2 separate regions of the Sus scrofa genome follow, and region 1 is linked to region 2. Evidence: chromatin contacts called from public HiChIP or PLAC-seq data. All regions are on one chromosome and are shown on one strand. The core of a region is the stretch at or near the end of the contact, and the rest is flanking DNA. Distances in the headings are between cores, read along the strand shown. Region 1 has its middle 53 kb from the start of ERMARD. Region 2 holds the start of LOC110259815 (formin-like protein 5).

Evidence for each region. HiChIP or PLAC-seq counts read pairs in DNA pulled down with a chosen protein or histone mark.
Region 1: an H3K27ac HiChIP or PLAC-seq map of alveolar macrophages shows a contact between it and region 2. The contact joins two enhancer-like sites. A contact is called at or near these places in 1 of 47 Hi-C or Micro-C datasets (heart right ventricle) and 1 of 2 datasets of contacts at active chromatin or transcription factors (alveolar macrophages).

The regions. Positions count from the first base shown.
Region 1 is chr1:485,050-489,868 of Sscrofa11.1, reverse strand. No RefSeq gene overlaps it. Among named protein-coding and RNA genes, the nearest start is that of ERMARD, 53 kb to the left of the region's middle. Within about 2 kb of position 1,253, at least 12 of the 83 cell types and tissues checked have an H3K27ac peak or open chromatin away from gene starts, as enhancers often do. A contact at or near this core is called in alveolar macrophages, where this site is marked.
Region 2 is chr1:386,121-390,824 of Sscrofa11.1, reverse strand. It overlaps LOC110259815 (formin-like protein 5), which reads left to right and starts at 4,343. Exons shown (of 2, transcript XM_021085546.1): 1 at 4,343-4,704. Within about 2 kb of position 1,389, at least 1 of the 83 cell types and tissues checked has an H3K27ac peak or open chromatin away from gene starts, as enhancers often do. A contact at or near this core is called in alveolar macrophages, where this site is marked.

The sequences.
Region 1 (4,819 bases), core at 4-2,503, 99 kb before region 2:
CACGGCCCCAGGGATGGGGCTGGACCCTGGACGACCTGGAGGAGCAGAACCCTGGCCTCACCCAGGTCAGGTCGCGCCCATCGGGATAAGGCACTGAGTCCAGTGGGTTGCCTGGTGCAGCGGTTGTGCCCAGCCTGTCCTGGCTCCAGTGCTGCAGGACATGCCACCTTTGGTGACAGTCATGACAAATGAAGAACCCGCACCATGTAGGTGGCAAGAGGTCAGGGGCGTTTAGCTCCAAGTGGGGAAAAGGGCTTTATTCACAGGATGCCCCCACGGCATTGCTCAAGGTCTGAGCGCAGGGCCCTGCCTGCTGGGCTGGATGTGCGGTCACGGGGGCCCTTTGCTGCAAACCCTAATGGGCAGGAGGCTTGTTCAATCAGGAGTCAGCACAGCGACGTCGGTTTGGGTAAAGGGCTTGTGTGTAGCCCCTCAGACTCATGCTCCCCAAGAGAAAAACCCTCCACTCTGTCTCCAGCGAGGAGTTTGTTTTTCTTTTTTTTCATTTTTTAACGGTGTTTTTGAAGCAGAGGGGATTTACAAGGTCACGATAATTTCTGCCGTCCCGCAAGGTGATTCGCTTACGCATGAGCACACATCCATTGTCGCCCAGCTTCCGCTGCCACACAGACCAGCACAGAACACTGCGTGGAGTTTCCCGGGCTGCGCAGCAGGTAGAGTTCCTTTCTCTGGATCTGGACAGAATGCGCGTCGGAGAAGGGCTGCTGCCCTGGGCAGCTCCAGTGTGCAGCTTGCCCGTTCACCCTCCGCTGTCCTTCGTGCGAATTCAGCACTACCGGCTTGTCACTCGCGGCAGACCAGGCGCTCGTCTTGGCTCTGGGACTAAAGCTGGAAGAGGAGGCGGAAGGTGCTGCTCCCTGGAACCCTCGCAGGATGCGAAAGCTGTAAACACGATACACAGAGATTCTGATGGGGTCTGACCCCCGTCTGCGTGGAGGGCATCCTTGAGTTGAAATGCCAGTGAGGGGCAGCAACCTCTTGGGACGAGAAGGGAGGCTGAGTGACAGCCCAGCCTGCCCGGAGGGAAGCCAGAAGGCCACTCCTGGGACAGGCCGCCGCCTGTCCATCCTGGGCTCTGGCAGGACCTGCAGCGGCTCGGGGTCCAGTCTCCAGGCAGGTGGAGGGGTGCAGAATGCGTTCTAGATTGAAGTTGACGGAATCTGCGGGGCGATAGGGAGTGTGGTGGAAGCAGCGGCAGCCGGGTGGGACGAGCCTGAGTGTCCTTCGCAGGCCTGGCTGGTGCCTGGGGTCAAGGTCGGGGGAGGGTTGGCTGGAGAGGGTCTGGGGGGGTGGGGGAGGTGCAGGAGGGAAACCAGCGAGGGGTCCTGAGAGGGAGGGGAGAGCCGCCTGGGACCCGCGGCTGGAGCTGAGAGGAGCCACGAGAGCGAGGGCGAGGGCGAGGGCGAGGTGAGGCTGGGCTGCCTGGCCTCTGCTGACCTCCGCTTCCTGGCTGGGCTTCCGGATGTGAACATTTGGGGCCCTGATGCTCAAAAGATCAAGAGCTCCCTCCCCCATGGAAGTCAACACAAAAAGCTTTTTTTGGAACAAGGCAAACTTTAAACTATGACGCATTTTTAAAAATTCCCCTAGATTTTCCGATTGCAAAATTCTTGGTAAGTTTGTCTAAATGTTTTGCTGTTGTTGAGTTTTCCGTGTGCCTGCTTTGCTAGTGCCTGAGCCTGTGCGTGGGTACTTACCCAGCAGTTCGTTCTGTAGCTGCTAGTTGGCCCCCCTTGGCTGGAACGGCCATGGCCCCGGTGCCAGAGCCTGGTGGCTAGAGCGACTGTGTCCACAAGTGCTGCAGGGACTTCTTGGGACCAGAGACTTGAGGCTGGGCAGCATCAAGGCCCATAGACAGAGTGCCAGGCCGGGCTGCAGAGTAGCCAGGGCCAGAGCCACAGCCTGGAGGGCCGGCCCCACATCTGGGCCCCTTGAGTGGTTCCATCAGGAAATTCTGTTCCCCAGCTATGAAAATCCTGCCTCTATTTCCAGCGAGAGCTCTGATGTTATCTGCTTATTTGTGTGTCTGTGGGTATCTGCACTAAATTTTTTTTGTCCTGTTTGGTGCAGTTATTTTAGAAACACACCTATTTATTAACCATATATATTCGATATTTGTGAGGGACAGCCCCCAGATTTTGATCAACCGCAAATTTATTGCCCTCTTGAACTTACCTGGTGGTATTGTTTGGTCTTCCGACTTTTTTGATTGTTTGCCCTAATAGTAAACACCTAAAGATTATTTTATTGAAGTGTAATTGACTTACAATACTGTATTAGTTTCAGGTTTATAACATAGCTATTTGATATTTTTACACATTTCAAAATGATCAACTAGAAAGTCTAGTTACCATCTGTCACCATATAAAATTATAAGAATGTTATTGGCTTGGAGTTCCTGTGGTGGCGCAGTGGTCAACGAATCCGACTAGGAACCATGAGGTTGCGGGTTCGATCCCTGGCCTTGCTCAGTGGGTTAAGGATCCGGCATTGCCGTGATGTGGTGTAGGTTGCAGATGCAGCTTGGATCCCGCATTGCCGTGGCTCTGGCGTAGGCCGGTGGCTACGGCTCCAGTTGGACCCCTAGCCTGGGAGCCTCCACATACCACAGGAGCAGCCCTAGAAAAGATAAAAAGACAAAAAAAAAAAAAAAAAAGAATATTATCGGCTCGATTCCTTATACTGTACATTTCATTCCTGTGACTTATTTATGCTGCAGCTGCAGGTTTGAACCTCTTAATCTCCCTCACCTATTTCTCTCATCCCCCCACCTGTGCCCCTCCCCACCTGTTTGTTTTCTGTATTTATGACTCCGTTTCTGTTTTGTCATATTTGTTCTTTTGGTTTTTTAGATTCTGCATATAAGTGATATCACGCGGTATTTGTCTTTGTCTAACTTACTTCTCTTAGTATAATACCCTCTTGATCCATCCATGTTGTCGCAAATGGCAATATTTCATTCTTCTTTTTTTTGGCTCAGTAAAATTCCATTGCATATATGTGTATATCCATATGGACATACATCTCTTTGTCCAGTCTTCTCTTGATGGACACTTGGGCTGCTCCATGTCTTGGCAATTGTAAATCATACTGCAGTGAACACAGGGGTACCTACATCTTTTCAAATGACTGTTTTTGTTTTCTTTGGAAAAATGCCCAAGTGTGGAATTGCTGGGTCATGGGGTAGTTCTATTTTTGGTTTTTTGAGGAACCTCCATACTGTTTTCCACACCAGCTGCACCAATTTACATTCCCACCCACAGTGCAGGAGGGTTCCCTTTTCTCTACACCCTCTCCGGCACTTGCTGTTGGCTGTCTTTTTGATGACGCCATTCCGACCAGTTGAGGTGCTATCTCATTGTGGCTTTGATTTGCATTTGCCTGATGATTCACGATGCTGAGCATCTTTTCACGTGTCTGTTGGCCATCTGTATGTCTTCTTTGGAAAAATGTCTATTCATGTCCTTTGCCCAATTTTTAATTGGGTTGTTTGTTTTGCATGAGTTGTATATTTTGGATATACTGTGTATTTTGGATATTAACCCTTTAATGGATATATTATTTGCAAATATCTTCTCCCGTTCAGTAAGCTGCCTTTTTGATTGTTGATGGTTTCCTTTGCTGTGCAAAAGCTTTTCAGTTAGATGTAGCTCCATTTGTTAATTTTTGCTTCTTTTCTCTTGCCTGAGGAGACATAGCCAAAAAATATTGCTTAGACCCATGTCAAAGAGCTTGCTGCCTATGTTTTCTTCTGGGAGTTTTATAGTTTCAGGTCTTAAAGTCAAGTTTTCTTTTTTTCATATTGAGTTTATTTTTGTATATGATGTTGGAGAATGTTCTGATTTCATCATTTTACATGTAGCTGTTCTTTTTTCCCAGCATCATTTGTCGAAAAGACTGTCTTTTCTCCATTCGGTATTCTGGCCTCATGTTTCGTAGATTAGCTGTCCATATACGTGGTGTGGGTTCACTTCTGGGCTCTCTGTCCTGTTCCATTGATCCGTGTCTGTTTTTATGCCCGTACCACACTGTTTTGATGACTGGAGCTTTGTATTAAAGTCTGAAGTCAGGGAATGTGATGCCTCCAGCTTTGTTCTTTCTCAAGATGGTTTTGGCAATTCAGGGTCTTTTGTGGTTCCATACCAATTAAAAAAAATTTTGTTTTAGTTCGGTGAAAAATGCCATTTGGTTTTTTTTTCTTTTTTTTTTGTCTTTTTAGGTCCACGCCTGAGGCATGTGGAGGTTCCCAGGCTGAGGGACAAATCAGAGAGGTAGCTGTCTGTCTACACCACAGCCACAGTAATGCAGGATCTGAGCCGCATCCTTGACATACACCACAGCTCACGGCAACGCTGGATCCTTAACCACTGATTGAGGCCAGGGATCAAACCTGTGTCCTCATGGATGTTAGTAGATTCATTTCTGTTGAGCCAAGACAGGAACTCTGCCATTGGTATTTTGATAGGGATTGTACTGAATCTGTAGATTTCCTTGGAGAGTGTGGACATTTTAACAATATTAATTTTTCCAGCCGACGGCCACAGGATGTCTTTCCATTTGTGTGTGTTGTCTTCAGTTTCTTTTATCAATGTCTTACAGTTTTCTGAGTACAGGTCTTTTACCTCTGTGGTTAGATTTAGTCTTAGGTATTTTATCTTTTTGATGCAATTGTAAATAGGATTGCTTTCTTTCTTTCTTTTTTTTTCTTTGTCTTTTGTCTTTTTGTCTTTTGTTGTTGTTGTTGTTGCTATTTCTTGGGCCGCTCCCGCGGCATATGAAGGTTCCCAGGCTAGGGGTT
Region 2 (4,704 bases), core at 140-2,639:
GCCGCTGGCTCTCGGCTGTCAGCACCATGACCCCCACCCTGGCCGCTGCCTGGGCCCACCACGAGGTGGGAAACCAGTGGGCTTGCCTCAGCCCGTATCTGCAGCCCATTAGGCCCTAGTCCTCATCCTGAAAGCTGCTCCTGCTCCAAGTCCCCTGCTCGTGACGTTCCTCGGCCTGGGGGATTCGGGCCTCTGCCCCCCAGATCCTGCCCAGCACTTCAGCGCTCTGGACGTGGCGTCTACACAAAGGCCTCTCCAGCCCCAGACCTGACCCCGTCCGGCCTTAGAGCCTCTACTTCGTCTTCACAGTCTTTTGGGCACCGTGCAATTGCGTATCTGGACATGTGGTTATTTGTTTTATATTTAGCTTCCTAGAGACCAGCCGCCCTGCAGGGCAGACTTCCAAGGCCCAGCCAGGTTGCAGCTGCCAGCAGAGGCCTGGGAGCCATTTGTGCCACAGGCAGGCGGGATGGCAGCAGGAGCGAGACTCGGGGGCTTCCACGTTCCCACGGGACCGGGGACGGGGGGGGCAGTCCCCTCTCTCTGCCACTATCATCAGCAGGGAGTCCCCGGGGCTCACCCCCCCACATGCCAAGTGGGGACCTGGGTGCTGCGCCTTCTGCGCGGCCAGCCCCCCCGGCACCTCTTCCCACCACGGGCCTGGAGAAGCATCGTCGAGAAGGAAGGTGATGAGAGGCGGGGCCCTTCCTCCAGGGCCTTGAGGATGTGGGTGTCTGAGGGGGGCCCTCGGCACATGCTTTGCTCCGAGGAGGCTGCTTCCCCCTCAGGCTGGTCCCGGCTCCCCTGTTGACCCCCTCACACCATTTCCTCCCTCCCGCGGCCCTGAGGCCCCGAGGCCCACTGGACAAAGTCCAGACGGGGTGGCCCAGCCTGGCCAGTGCGCCTCCTCCGACCTCGAGGCCAACGGCAGGGCCTGGACAGAAGGCGCCGCGATGCTGGCGGCCAGGGTGCAAAGTGCATCCCCTGGGCCCGGGACTCTGCCGTCACGTGACCCACGTTTTGCTGGGCTTTCTCCGGCGGCACCAGCACCTTGAGTCCGAGGATACAGCTGGACGCCTCTGGTCCCCACGCGTCCCGCCCATGTCCCAGCGGAGGACATGGAGGCCCAGCTGACGGCTCGCCTCCATCCCAGGTGCCTGAGGGAGGCCTGGATGGTGGGGTGGGGGACCGGGACTGGCTGCTCCACAGACCCCCCCCCCCCGGTGCATGAGGAGACGAGGCCAAGGGCAGGTGGGAGCAGATCCAACACTCCGCAGCGGAGGTGGGGCCAGGGTCGGAAGGCCTCCGTCCCTCTCTCCTTTCCTCATGGATGTGACACACAGGCAAAGGCCTGGGAGCACAAAACACGGTGCTGTGAGAAACACGGGACGTCTCCCAGAAACCGGGGGCGCGCCGGCGGTTTCCAGTTTGTGTGGGTGAAAGTGTGAGCGTGACATCCTTAGTGGAGAGGAAGGAAATTTCTAAACAGGATTTCTAAAAGTCATTACACATTTTCAATATGTGCACTTAGGAAATTAATGCTTTTATACAGAATTATGACTTTCGCAAGATCATTGTAAGATTTAGAAACGTATCAGTTCACACTGTTTTACTGGCGGCGGGGGCGGGGGGGCTCCGATAACAGAACTCTTCTCTGTGAAAGTAGATGCGTTTAAGGAAATGCAGAGCAGAAAATGCCACCTCTCAGTCGTGTCACTGTGCTTGTGAGACTTGGTAAAGCCGCACTGGAAATAGCATTAAAAATTATAATCTGAGTATCTCCCTTAGGACTAGGCCCAGGCTAAGGACACTGCTGCCCCTGACCCTTCCCCGTCCTGAGGAGGCCCTGGGTCGGGGGTGCAGGTCCCCCCCCCCAGCACCCAGGCTCTCTGGTGGCCGTCCAGCTGAGTGGAGCAGCCGGGGCCCTGGGCACTGCCACTGCCCGCTGTGGGCACATGCCAGTTCAAAGGCACCGGGGTGGTGGGCCTGCACCCGTGGGGGTGGACAGGGCGGCCGGTGGCATTGACCAAAACCCCAAGGAGGCCGCTGCAGAGCCATGGGGACACTTGCAGGGGTCGGAGAGCTAGCGGCTCCCACAGACAGCTGAGGATGGCTTTCAACTTGTCTCCTTGCAAATCTCTTTTGGGAAGACATTTGAGTGTCTCCGGAGCTGCCAGCACAATGGGAACATTGCACAGGTTTTGTGGGAAGATTTATGGAACACTTGCATGTCTCTAGTGAATCTGAAATGGTACAAACGGCGCAGAGGCTGAGACTCTCTGCGTGACCTGCAATACACCATCTGCGTGCCCAGGGCTGGGGCGTTGCCAGGCTGCACAGGAATAGTCAGAACTCACTTCAAACATGCCTGACAGCACAGCAAAGGCCTGCAAAGCTCTGTCCGGTGGCACCATCTCTGAGCCAACACAAAGAAAACCTACCCCTTCTAGCTCTCTCTCCATGCATCTGTCCACGACTGGTCCTCCATCCCACCACAGGGCCGTCTGAGCATCCACCTCTCCATCCACCCGCCGACCCCCCTCTACTGGGCTAACCCATGCTTACGGGGCGCTTACCACAAGCAGGTCTGCCTGCCGGGGAACAGGAGACCTTCACCCTCAGAGCCCACGCTGCAGGGGCGGAGGGCACGGGCCAGTCCGCGGTGGCAGGCCAGGCACCATAGGTCCCCGAGGAGGGAGACCAGGGAGGCTCTCTGGCTCGGACGGCACCTGGGGTGTGGCTTGAGACCGTCAGCCCTTCCAGGCGATTCAGAGGCTCAGAAGTAAGAGAACGAAGCCTGTGGTCTGGCTGCAGGAGCGGCCCCTTCTGTCTGGCTGGACTCCCTCCCGCCCTCCCTTCCCAAAGGGCGGAGGCCTCTCAGGACGAGGAGGCTGAGCAGAAGGAACCCCTGCAGGTGCTTGTGTGGAAGCTTTAAGTCTGGCCTCTCCCAGAAACTGCTGTGTGAGACGTGGGCCAAGAGCCCCAGGCCATCGGATGGCAGGTGTACACGGGACCCGGCGAGGGTGGGCAGGGGAGGGGCAGTGCGGGTGGCCCACCGCCCTCCCCCTGCCGGCCCCCGGGTGCAGAAGGCAGGTGTCGGGACGGCAGGGCCGCAGGGGCTCCCGTCGGCACCTACAGAGGAGCCTCCCTCCTCCTGGACGCCCAGAGCTTCTCTCTCTGGTATTTCACCAAATACCCGGAAGAGCGGCCAGTGCACAAGGCGGTCGTTCTGTAGACTGAAGCAGTTGAATGCCGACCGTTGATCATGGCCTGTGTGGCTGCCCGCACGAGCATCTGGCATCTACAGGAGCTTCTCGCAATAGCCTCTTGGCATCAGAGACTTGGGCCCTTGAAGGAGCAGCGTGTCTGATCCGGCAGGTCCTTTCCCGCCCGTTCTCCATGTCCCCGACGCGTGGCTTTGTCTGTGGGGATCAGACTGTCCTGGAGACGGGCAGACGGCAGTGGGGGTGGAGGTCGTGGCCTCGCCCCACACTGCCGGGGTCTTGTGGTCTCTCCCCGGAGCGTGAAGACCACCTCCGCACACCTGACGCCCCACAAGGTAGGGATTCGTTGTGCAAATGTGGCCTCGCAGTGTGAGCTCCGGGGATGCTGGGGCAGAGCTGGTGCGTGTGCTTAGCGCCGCTGAGCCGTGCAGCTAAAGACAGTTCCGGCGGTAAATTTTCTGTTGGGTGTAAATTGCCCCGATGTACAAACTGGGCGGAAGACCTTGAACACGGACCGTCAAGCACCAGCTAAAGCTGCTGCCCCTTTACAATGCATCGTGGGACCTCGAGGCGCCGGCCCAAAGGCAAGGCCGGTGAGTAGCGTGCGGTGGCGGTCAGTCTCTCAGCTGTATAAGGGGGATTAAAAACAACTGTCCCCCCAAATGACAACGAAAACGTGTCAAACCCTTTGGCAAATGCAGACAGTGATCAGATGCTGTTGCTGCATTAAAGAGAGCTGCCTGCTCAGGGGGCCCGGGCTCCATGTGGTGCGACGATGGGCCCTGATGGGCTCGCCCGGAAGCCCAGGCTTTGCTAGGAGGCGCCCCCGCCTCCGCTAAGCCTCAGGCCCTCATGTGAACCCACGTGCGCAGTGAGAACTTAGCCTCCATGTGTGCAGAACTCACCTGCTCACCTCCGAAAAACGGAGAGATTATGGGGGGGTGACTTGTGGGGGGCTGGGGGGCCCTCGAGGCGCGAGGCCCCAGCCGAGGGAGCCGAGGGAGGGCGGTCAGCTGGGAGCCCAGAGCAGACATGCGCTTTGGGGAACCCCCTCCACCCACCTGATGGGGCTGCCCCAGGCCGGGGGCAGCAGAAGCCACGGGTGCTTCTGCTGGGGACCTCGCTTTTCTACCCTCCTTTTCAGTGGTGGTGGTCTGCGTTGGTTTTTGCGGCTCTGACGTCATCCTTTCGAGCTTGTACCTCCACCCTGGTGGGGTGGCAGGGGTGGGGAGGTGGGAGAGGGGCCAGGAGGATGAGGGGCAACTGGCCAGCATCCCCTGGGCCTCATGTAACCTCCCACCAGGACAGCTGCGGAGGGGCCAGGCCCCTGCTTATCCACTAGGAGAATAGGTCTGTGCCACCCAGACGCCAGTGGCCCTGGCCTGGAAGCCTCTGGAAGCTGGGGAAGCCTTCCTGTGGCAGCCCCAGGCTATTGTGCTTGCCCGGATAGCATGTTGTCTCTAGAAGAGAATTCCTGGTG